Linked DNA regions of Zea mays: region 1 is linked to region 2. Evidence: chromatin contacts called from public Hi-C data. All regions are on one chromosome and are shown on one strand. Each heading gives the region's core, a stretch centred on a gene start, on an enhancer-like site or on the middle of the called end of the contact. The rest is flanking DNA. Distances are from core to core; before and after follow the strand shown.

Evidence for each region. A called contact is a pair of places that touch in the nucleus more often than the background predicts.
Region 1: a Hi-C map of ear shows a contact between it and region 2, with 2.7 times the contacts expected there. The contact joins the promoter of LOC103632279 here to the promoter of LOC100501627 in region 2. A contact is called at or near these places in 2 of 25 Hi-C or Micro-C datasets (ear and endosperm).

The regions. Positions count from the first base shown.
Region 1 is chr7:41,464,223-41,468,300 of Zm-B73-REFERENCE-NAM-5.0, reverse strand. LOC103632279 reads right to left here and starts at 2,613. Exons shown (of 3, transcript XR_555795.2): 1 at 2,350-2,613; 2 at 2,201-2,261; 3 at 7-288. It overlaps LOC111589873 (U2 spliceosomal RNA), which reads left to right and starts at 973; the gene lies at 973-1,168.
Region 2 is chr7:40,795,253-40,799,346 of Zm-B73-REFERENCE-NAM-5.0, reverse strand. LOC100501627 reads left to right here and starts at 1,501. Exons shown (of 7, transcript NM_001196310.1): 1 at 1,501-2,109; 2 at 3,462-3,884. The coding sequence starts at 1,540.

The DNA.
Region 1 (4,078 bases), core at 1,364-3,863, 670 kb before region 2:
TAATCATAAGATAAAACTAGTTTCATAGATCGATTATTGGTTCATCCAATTGGTCGTACCCCTTTATATATAAGAGAAGTCTTGACCAGTTCCTAGATGAAATCTAACAGTTTCTCACGAGATATTAGGATAACACACAAGGAATAATGACTCCAGCCCAAATTTATCTGTTCACGGACTGTTCGGGGCGTGGACCGTCAGCCATAAGGCTGGACCATCCGGCCTGTCGGCTGGTAGATCTGGTGCTCAACAAGGAGGAACAAAATGTTTGAGCACCTAGAACAAATCCTGCATTTAAAATGGAGTAATGGTATCAGCCCAAAACATTGAGTTTGCATTTGTATAAATTAATTAGAGCAAAAAAAATGTGCACACTAGAAACAAAATGTATACATGTATACTAAACCAATAAAATTTCACAAATGGGAAAATAATAAATATAGCATCAAACAATAAAACTTAGAAAAATATCATATTGTGTTTTAAAATTCATGAGATAAATGAATTATATTAGTACTAGAACCATATTTTTCACGAGTGGAACAAACTAAAGTATAACATGGAAGAAGGGGGGGGGGGATAATCAACTCAACTAAACACATTGTTGCGCTGGATATACTTTGCATCAGTAGTACGGACAAACATATATATCGGCTATAACAGAAGGGAATTCTCACTCAAAAAAACACAACAGCCAGAGGCTTTTTTTATAGGAGACTGACTTTCTCTACTCCTCTAAAGCATCAATTCCGTGTGTTGTGCGTCCTATGTCTATCCCCCCGCCGGCCACATCTCATCTACCAATGGGTCATTACAGCATAGTTGGGTCATGAGAAACTATATTCAAACCCAACACAACAGTAAACCACATATATACAGTGCAACGCTCCCATATAGTACTACCTTGCTAGTTGAAGGACAAGCGACCGAGCGACCTATAAAAAAGAGGTGGAGCTCATTTTCAACTTATATATTTCTCGGCCTTTTGACTAAGATAAGGTGTAATATTTGTTTTTATCAATTTAATATCTAATATGTAGACTATATGTTCACTTTAATATTAAATTTATTTTTTATAGATATCAAATATGATTTTGTGTTGTCGCAACGTACAAACATTGTATTAGTGGTTCTGTACGTCACGGTTACAGATAGTGCTGGACAAAATACTCGTGACTTGTCGGCTCGCTCGGTTCATGGTCAGTTCAGCTCGTTTGAATGTTTTCACGAGCTGAGCTAACATCCTAGCTCAGTTTATTAACAAGCCAGCTCGCGAGCTCAACGAACTATCACACTTTAGTAAAACGAAACAATATGCATATCATTTACGCTTGAAATTGTTGAACATGCTATACGTATGTGCGGTGCCTATGGATTATGAATTAAACTAATGATTGACGAACCGTATCTATGTGTTAAATTGGTCTGTGCGACTGTGACTATGGGTTAAAGTGATAAACATGTGTGTGGATTATGAATTGGTGATGAATTGATGAGTGATGAGTTATGTTAATTTGGTGTTGCATTGATGTGGTATGTGAAACTATGAGTATAATTATCATTTACTATAGTTAAATTAGTTTAGAATTAATTAAAAATTAATTATATATATATATATATATTGTTTTTTCTGTTGTGGCTCACGAGCTAGCTTAAGTTCGTAAACGAGTCAAGCTAGCTCGATATCTAGCCCTAGTTACAGACTCTTACTAGGGAGGCTGAAACAACCACGATATAATGCAAACACAAAGCAGAGGTTGAACAAACTTTTATGGATATAAGAGGGTATAAGGTTGTGTTCGGTGGATCGTGTAAAATAGGGATACGGTATGGTAATGTAGATGATACTATTTGATACTGGTTATAGAGTGAAGTTTGAAATAGAGGTATCAGATAGGGGATGTGATAGGAGAGCTGCTGAAGACGGTGTTACACTTGACAGTCATATAACCAACGATACAAACAAATTATCGACAGATCGATGGTTGTTTCTGTGTAAGCCTGGCAAAAGTAAAGTCATAAGTGTTAGATAGATGATTAGGATGCCTTAAGATCGTCCATGCCCACGCTGGCCTGCAAGTAGACACAGGTGTATATCTTAAAAAAACTTGACCTTCAGAAAATTTCTTGTTGGTTACACAAACTGTAGTGTATTCCGGGCTCAACTTACCAGAAACCTGTGGTTCTCTGCAGAACTTACTTGTCAATATCAGCGTTGATGCGCCTGAACCACGCTGATGATCTCCATGAACTTGTTCGTCCTGTCCGGTGCAAGCTTCATGTTCATGGCAAGCTGAGATTGCAAACAAGTATGGAGGAGCTTAGAGTTAGACAAGGAGTAGTACGTACCGAAAAGCTCGAAGTGGCCAACCCAACCAGCCGTGCCATCTCTTCAGTGTCCTGCTGTAAGCGTCACCGCAAGCCTGCGGCCGACATGTGCCAGTGCCAGTCTCTGGATGCTGTGCCAAGTTGTGGAACAGCGTAACCAACAAGTCGTCCATATGGCTCTGTCGGCAACCAGCGGTCCCCTCCAACGGGCCGGGCCGGGCCGGGCCGGATGGAGGATCGTGGTGGTAGATTTATAGCGAGAGGAAAAAGGGATGTGACGGTATATGTCTCTCACCGGCCTCTCGTTTGAAGCACGCATGGGCTGATGATATATGGGCATGCATGGAAGCCAAGTAGATATGATTATCATCTCGTTCGTAATCTTCATCGGAATAATAATAATGGCATTAGTACTTTGGAATCTCCTCTCTCTCTCTCTCTTTTTTCAGCGGAAAAGGGAGAATGATCATGGCAGGAGAGCAAACAGCATCAATATTACTGTTGGTCATCAAACTCCCCCACGCATGCAGATTCTTCCTGGCCGGACCCTACTACTACAGAGCCCAGAGACCCACAAGTAAAACGACTAGCCAATAATTAAACACCAACGTGCTCTGACGACACACGGGGCCAATCAGATTGATGGTCAGTTTTGGTGGTGGCCAAGTAGTGGTCGCCCAAATCAGGCAGCAGCTAGCGCGCTGCATGCGCCGATCCAGACCAACACCGACAGCGTGTCCGTCCGTCTGTGTGTGTGTGGTACGTACGTGCAATCTATCATTGTGGAGGAGATTGCCGCGTGGTTTGTCTCTTTGCTCCATGCTGGTAACTATATTTATAATCGTATAGGAGTATATCATCACCACCGTTAATAAGCTAGCCGTCCGTCTCCTCGCCGCGCTTAGGCCTTGTTCGTTTGTGCCGGATTGGTAAATCGGAACGATTCTTAATCGGATTGTTTCTCTAATTTATATAAACTTTGATTAGCTAGAACGATTACGGGTGCAATCTGACACAAACGAACAAGACATTATACTACACGCTTGCACCTAGGTAGCCTACAACCTTAAACCTCGGGGATCGAGATCTAGATCGACCTTGGCAATCGTTTGAGCGCCAAGCAGCCTAGATTCCAAAACCCCGCCGGCAAACATGGTGAGAGTAACACCAAGAGCAAGCACATAAGGACGGAGGGGAAGTAGATGGATGACGTGGGGAACCTTCCTGGCAACACGCAACATAGGAAGGACGCTGAATTGCTAATTGCCACCTAGAGCTAGTGGAACCCAAGGATCCCTTGGTTGGTTCCGCTGTCACATGCATCCTTCTCCAAGGTCCTAGCTAATACTAACTCAATTGTTCTCGAATATTTATCATCGACTTGTTTATTTTTGAACTAGAACACGACAAATAAAAAAAGGGAGATAGTGTATTCTTTTTTAAAAAAAGGTTACGTGTGCTGCTGAATTTTAGCAACATGTCTTAGATGGTGTCATTATAATTTATTTGGAACAAAAGGCTTCGTTTCTTATCGTCGCCATTGTGGGCCTTAATTAGCTTGTGCTTGTTAGACTCACATGACATTGTGGGCCTTAATTAGCTTGTGCTTGTTAGACTCTGGTAGCTACTACCATGATCTTTCTTAGAGGCTTTGGGGGTAGACCTAAGAAAATTAACTAGGCTTGGCTTAGCAAGGGTTTTGACTTTCGAGATAGAGAGGTTTAGCTAAGCTACCTAGATTCTGTTTCTT
Region 2 (4,094 bases), core at 252-2,751:
TAGACGTTGCCTGTCATCAGTCTTTGCGCTTGCTGCCTTCGATTCTGCTGATAGATCACTTTTGCTCTATTGAGGCCTGGCCTGGCCTCTCTTCGCTAAGTTCCTGCTTGACAAGTTGACATCAAGCTAGTTTTATTTTGCAATGGTCTGTACTGCAGAATGTTCATTTAATCAGTTATGTTTAAACACGGGAGGCCAACTAATAAATTGATTTGTTGGAGTTGATTAGTAATGCAGTGGAGGAGTTTACAGAATTCTCGCCTTCTGCAACATCTATCATGGTTCTTTGAGTATTATTCATCATATATAAGTAGAATTGAAAATAGTAAAACAAAACAATAGCCGAGACACATAAAATAGTAATCGAAGAAGTCTAAACTAGGCGACAAGTCAGGCAAATGTTCATGAAAATGAAACCGTTGTCATCCACCAACACAGGCAAGTCCTTATCATTGCCTGCTCCTGCGTTTGCCCCATCAGCAGGAACCGCCACCACGAGGGAAGAACAAGGTACTTGATGAGCAGAGTGCAGTCCTAATCACTGTCTGCTCCTACGTTTTCCGTCGCAGCTGCATTCAAGCCCTTACCGCAACCTGCATGCATGTCGTCGCCGCCGGAGAGGAGCAAGAGGGAGCTAGTATGGGTGGTAGGTGCGGGTGGCGCACGCACCCGGCGATGACGGGTCGGAGGCAGAGGCACGCAGGGAGGGGAGCACACGATGGCGTTCGGGGCGTGCTTATTGAGGTCGGGCCGTCGGGGAGGATCTCGACGAGCGGACGCGTGATCCCGAACGGCGCCGCTGAAGTTTCTCTCACCGCCGCCGACGCGGGAACCAGCAGCTGATGCGCGCGCTCGGCGATTGGGGAAGAATCCGTCACACGCAAATTTACGAGAGGCAAGCCAGTCGATGCGGGATGCGAACAATATTAGGGCAAGAACAGGGAACTGTTGGAGGGCTTAAAATGAGTTTTTTTCCCTTAAAACGTTTTTAGTGTTAGTTTACGGGTTCTCTTGGAGATGCTCTAGGGGCGGATATAACCCTGACTCCCTAAGACGCTGGTTCGCTTTTCTAAGTACCTGAGACACTTAATAGACTTTGTGATATAACCCTGAGCCTCTAAACCATAAATGCAATTACAAAATAATATGCATGGAGGGTCGAAGCCTGTCTCTTATATTTTTTTATCTAACCCCTAAAAACTCCTAAAAATCTATATAACTAAATGGTTTTTTGAAAAAATAGAAATTTCTTAGAAAAATTGAGGTTAACGAAGTAGCTTTTAACGGGATATTGCCCTTGATAACCCGCACGTCCGTTCGGCATCCAGAGTTTCCAGACTCCACTTCAACAAGAAGACAAAAAGCGCAAAAGCTCGCACTACGAAATGCCCAGACTGCCCCCGAAAACCCGCACCAAAACGTCAAAACCCCACGTCTCCATGAGTCCATCAGTCCATGACCCATTGCTTCTCCTCCCCGCTCGCTCTCCCCCGCGCTGTACTTTCTCTTCGGCGAAAACCCCACAACCACCGACCAGAGATGGCCGCGGTGAAACCCCAACCCCATTTCTCGCCGCACGCCACCTTCTCCGCGCCCGATGCCGGACCTGCCGACACCGGTTTCGCCGTCTTCCGCCTCCTCCTGCCCTCGTCCTTCTCCGACGCCGACACCATGCGCCTCTACGCCGCCGTCAACCCGTTGCGCCGCCGCACTGCCACGCTGCAGGTCCGCGTCGAGCCCCTCGACCCCGCCTCCGCGGGCGGCCGTGTCGTCGCCGCCATAGTTGGCCCCACCGTCCCCGTCCGCCGCGTCGAGGCCTCGTCCTCGTCCGCGGAGCCCCTCGCGCTCTCGCCGGCGCAGGAGGCGCTAGTCGCCGTGATTGATACCGAGGGCGCGCTCTGCTGCGCAGTCGAGAAGGAGGCTCGCGGCAAGGCCCGTCCCGGGTGCATCACGTGCCTGCTCCTGGTCGATGCTGACCGGCTCGAAGCTTCGACCGGGAGAGGCGTCATGGAGAGGATCGCCCTGGAGGCCGGCGCCGACGTGCGCGTCGCGATGTGGGAGGAGGGCGCGCAGCCGCCACGGGGGCAGCCGCTTGAGGAGGTTGTCGAGGTATACTGGCTATTTTCTCTTCTACAATTCTCTTAAGCTGTTGGTTGTACGTGCTACACTTGAATACTTGATACTTACTAATCGTTCAAAAAAAAAACTCGACCCGGGGTGCATAGATAGAAGGTCACAGCGAACGGTCCCGACCGATCCCGACCGAGAAACCCCCTAACCCTGCCATCCTGTCACTAACGGGGTGACTCACAGGCTGCCCACACAGCAAAGGCACCCAGGCCGACGTTGCCACAGCCGAGTCGCTCCCCCGAGAGCGAGCGAGAACAGCGAGGGGATTTTTATTTGTGAGAAATCAGGGGTCGAACCCCCGGGGGACCTCGCCGGCTCGCCGCCTTCACCACCCGGGATAAGCCCGGCCCTCGATACTTCCTAATTGTTATTGTGCACTGTGCATTGCAAATGCTCTTTTTTTGGGGACGTGCGGATTACGATTGCATACTGTACGTGAACTCACGCGTTTGGACTAGTGCACTGTCATGGAAAAATGATTGAACGTCTTTGTTTACATGGACATAGGAGTCCTAACTATAATTTAACAACGTAGAAAAGTGCAACTTATTTAAAGGTGCAGCTTGCTCTTTGCTGCCGTATGAGTAGGTATAGTTGTTTGTTGCTACGCACCATACCTACCTTTATGGATGATTTTCACGCAAGCTTGCACAATGTGAAGTCCAAAACACAAAGGTATTGTGCATCGAAGCTAACAATACTCTTGAGATTCTTTTGGATTTGACATGCTGTGCACTTTTTCCAGTGTAATATTATTTTGTTGAACTGGATCCATTTTGTTCTCATTGCATCATTTTAGTTATGCATTACCAGGTCGTGGGGTCGAAGCAGCCTCTCCGCTTTTGCACGGAAAGGCTTGCCTCGGTTTATTCCTTCCTCAGCCACTGGGTCTGTCCCTGCCACTGGGTCTGTCCCTTTATTGTTTCAGTGTTGCATTCATAGCATCTGGAGGTGCATCATGAGTCCATTTCTGTCTTTGTTTCCATGTTGGAAGAAAATATGAGTAACTTATAGGATACTATAGGTCTATAATATCTAGCCCAATGAATCACATATAACAAAACTTTGTTCTTGTATCACCTAATACACTGTAGCAATGAATAATCTACTTGGTTTCTGATTCATTTGCTGCAAAACGAAATTATGCAATATGCATAAAATGGCTTGCTAAATAATCAGGGACTCCCATTGAACTTTTTTGTTTGAAAGGTCTATTCTGTGGAGTTTCAATTCGATCATATGAAACTCAGAAAATGCTTAATTACCATGAAAGTTTATTGCTGTGATTTGCTACTCAACAGTTTCAGTTGATGTTTCTTATTATTTTTCAGATAACTGGAGATAGAACAGCTGTAAGGAAAGCTCTAGTTGCTTTGTCTAGCTTTCTTCAAGGTGACCTTCCAATCGGTAACTCAACAACTTATGTTAAGAAAGAAGGTTCAATACTCCCATGGGCATCTTCAGAAGTACCTGGGCCTAATATGGGGGCTTCGTGCTCAGAGGCATCCACAGAGTTTGCACAAGGCAGTGTTGCTAAGACTCATTGTCCAGAAGGTAATACAGGAGATGCTCAAAGTAAAACTCTTCAGCAAGTTTCATTCAGGCTTCTCTTGCCTACCTATCTTGCTGGAGGTTTGATTGGCAAGAAGGGCTTGATTATCAAAGGCATTGAAGTTGAAACTGGTGCTTGTATTGATGTTGGTGCACCTGTCGCTGGTTGCAAGGAACGTGTAATAACAATTTGCGCCCTAGAGGTTTGAATTTGAACACAAAAGGCTCCCTTTCCCATTGCTATTCTCTCTTTTAGTGAATAACCGGTGCTTAACTGTTTGTTTGATAAGATAACAATTTTCACAATGGTTAAATGGCTGTTTGACATCTCCATGAATCTAGAAACTTTGTATTATGTTTTTTGTGAATCATATTGTATATCTCATTCATTTTATATATTTGATTCCTGATCC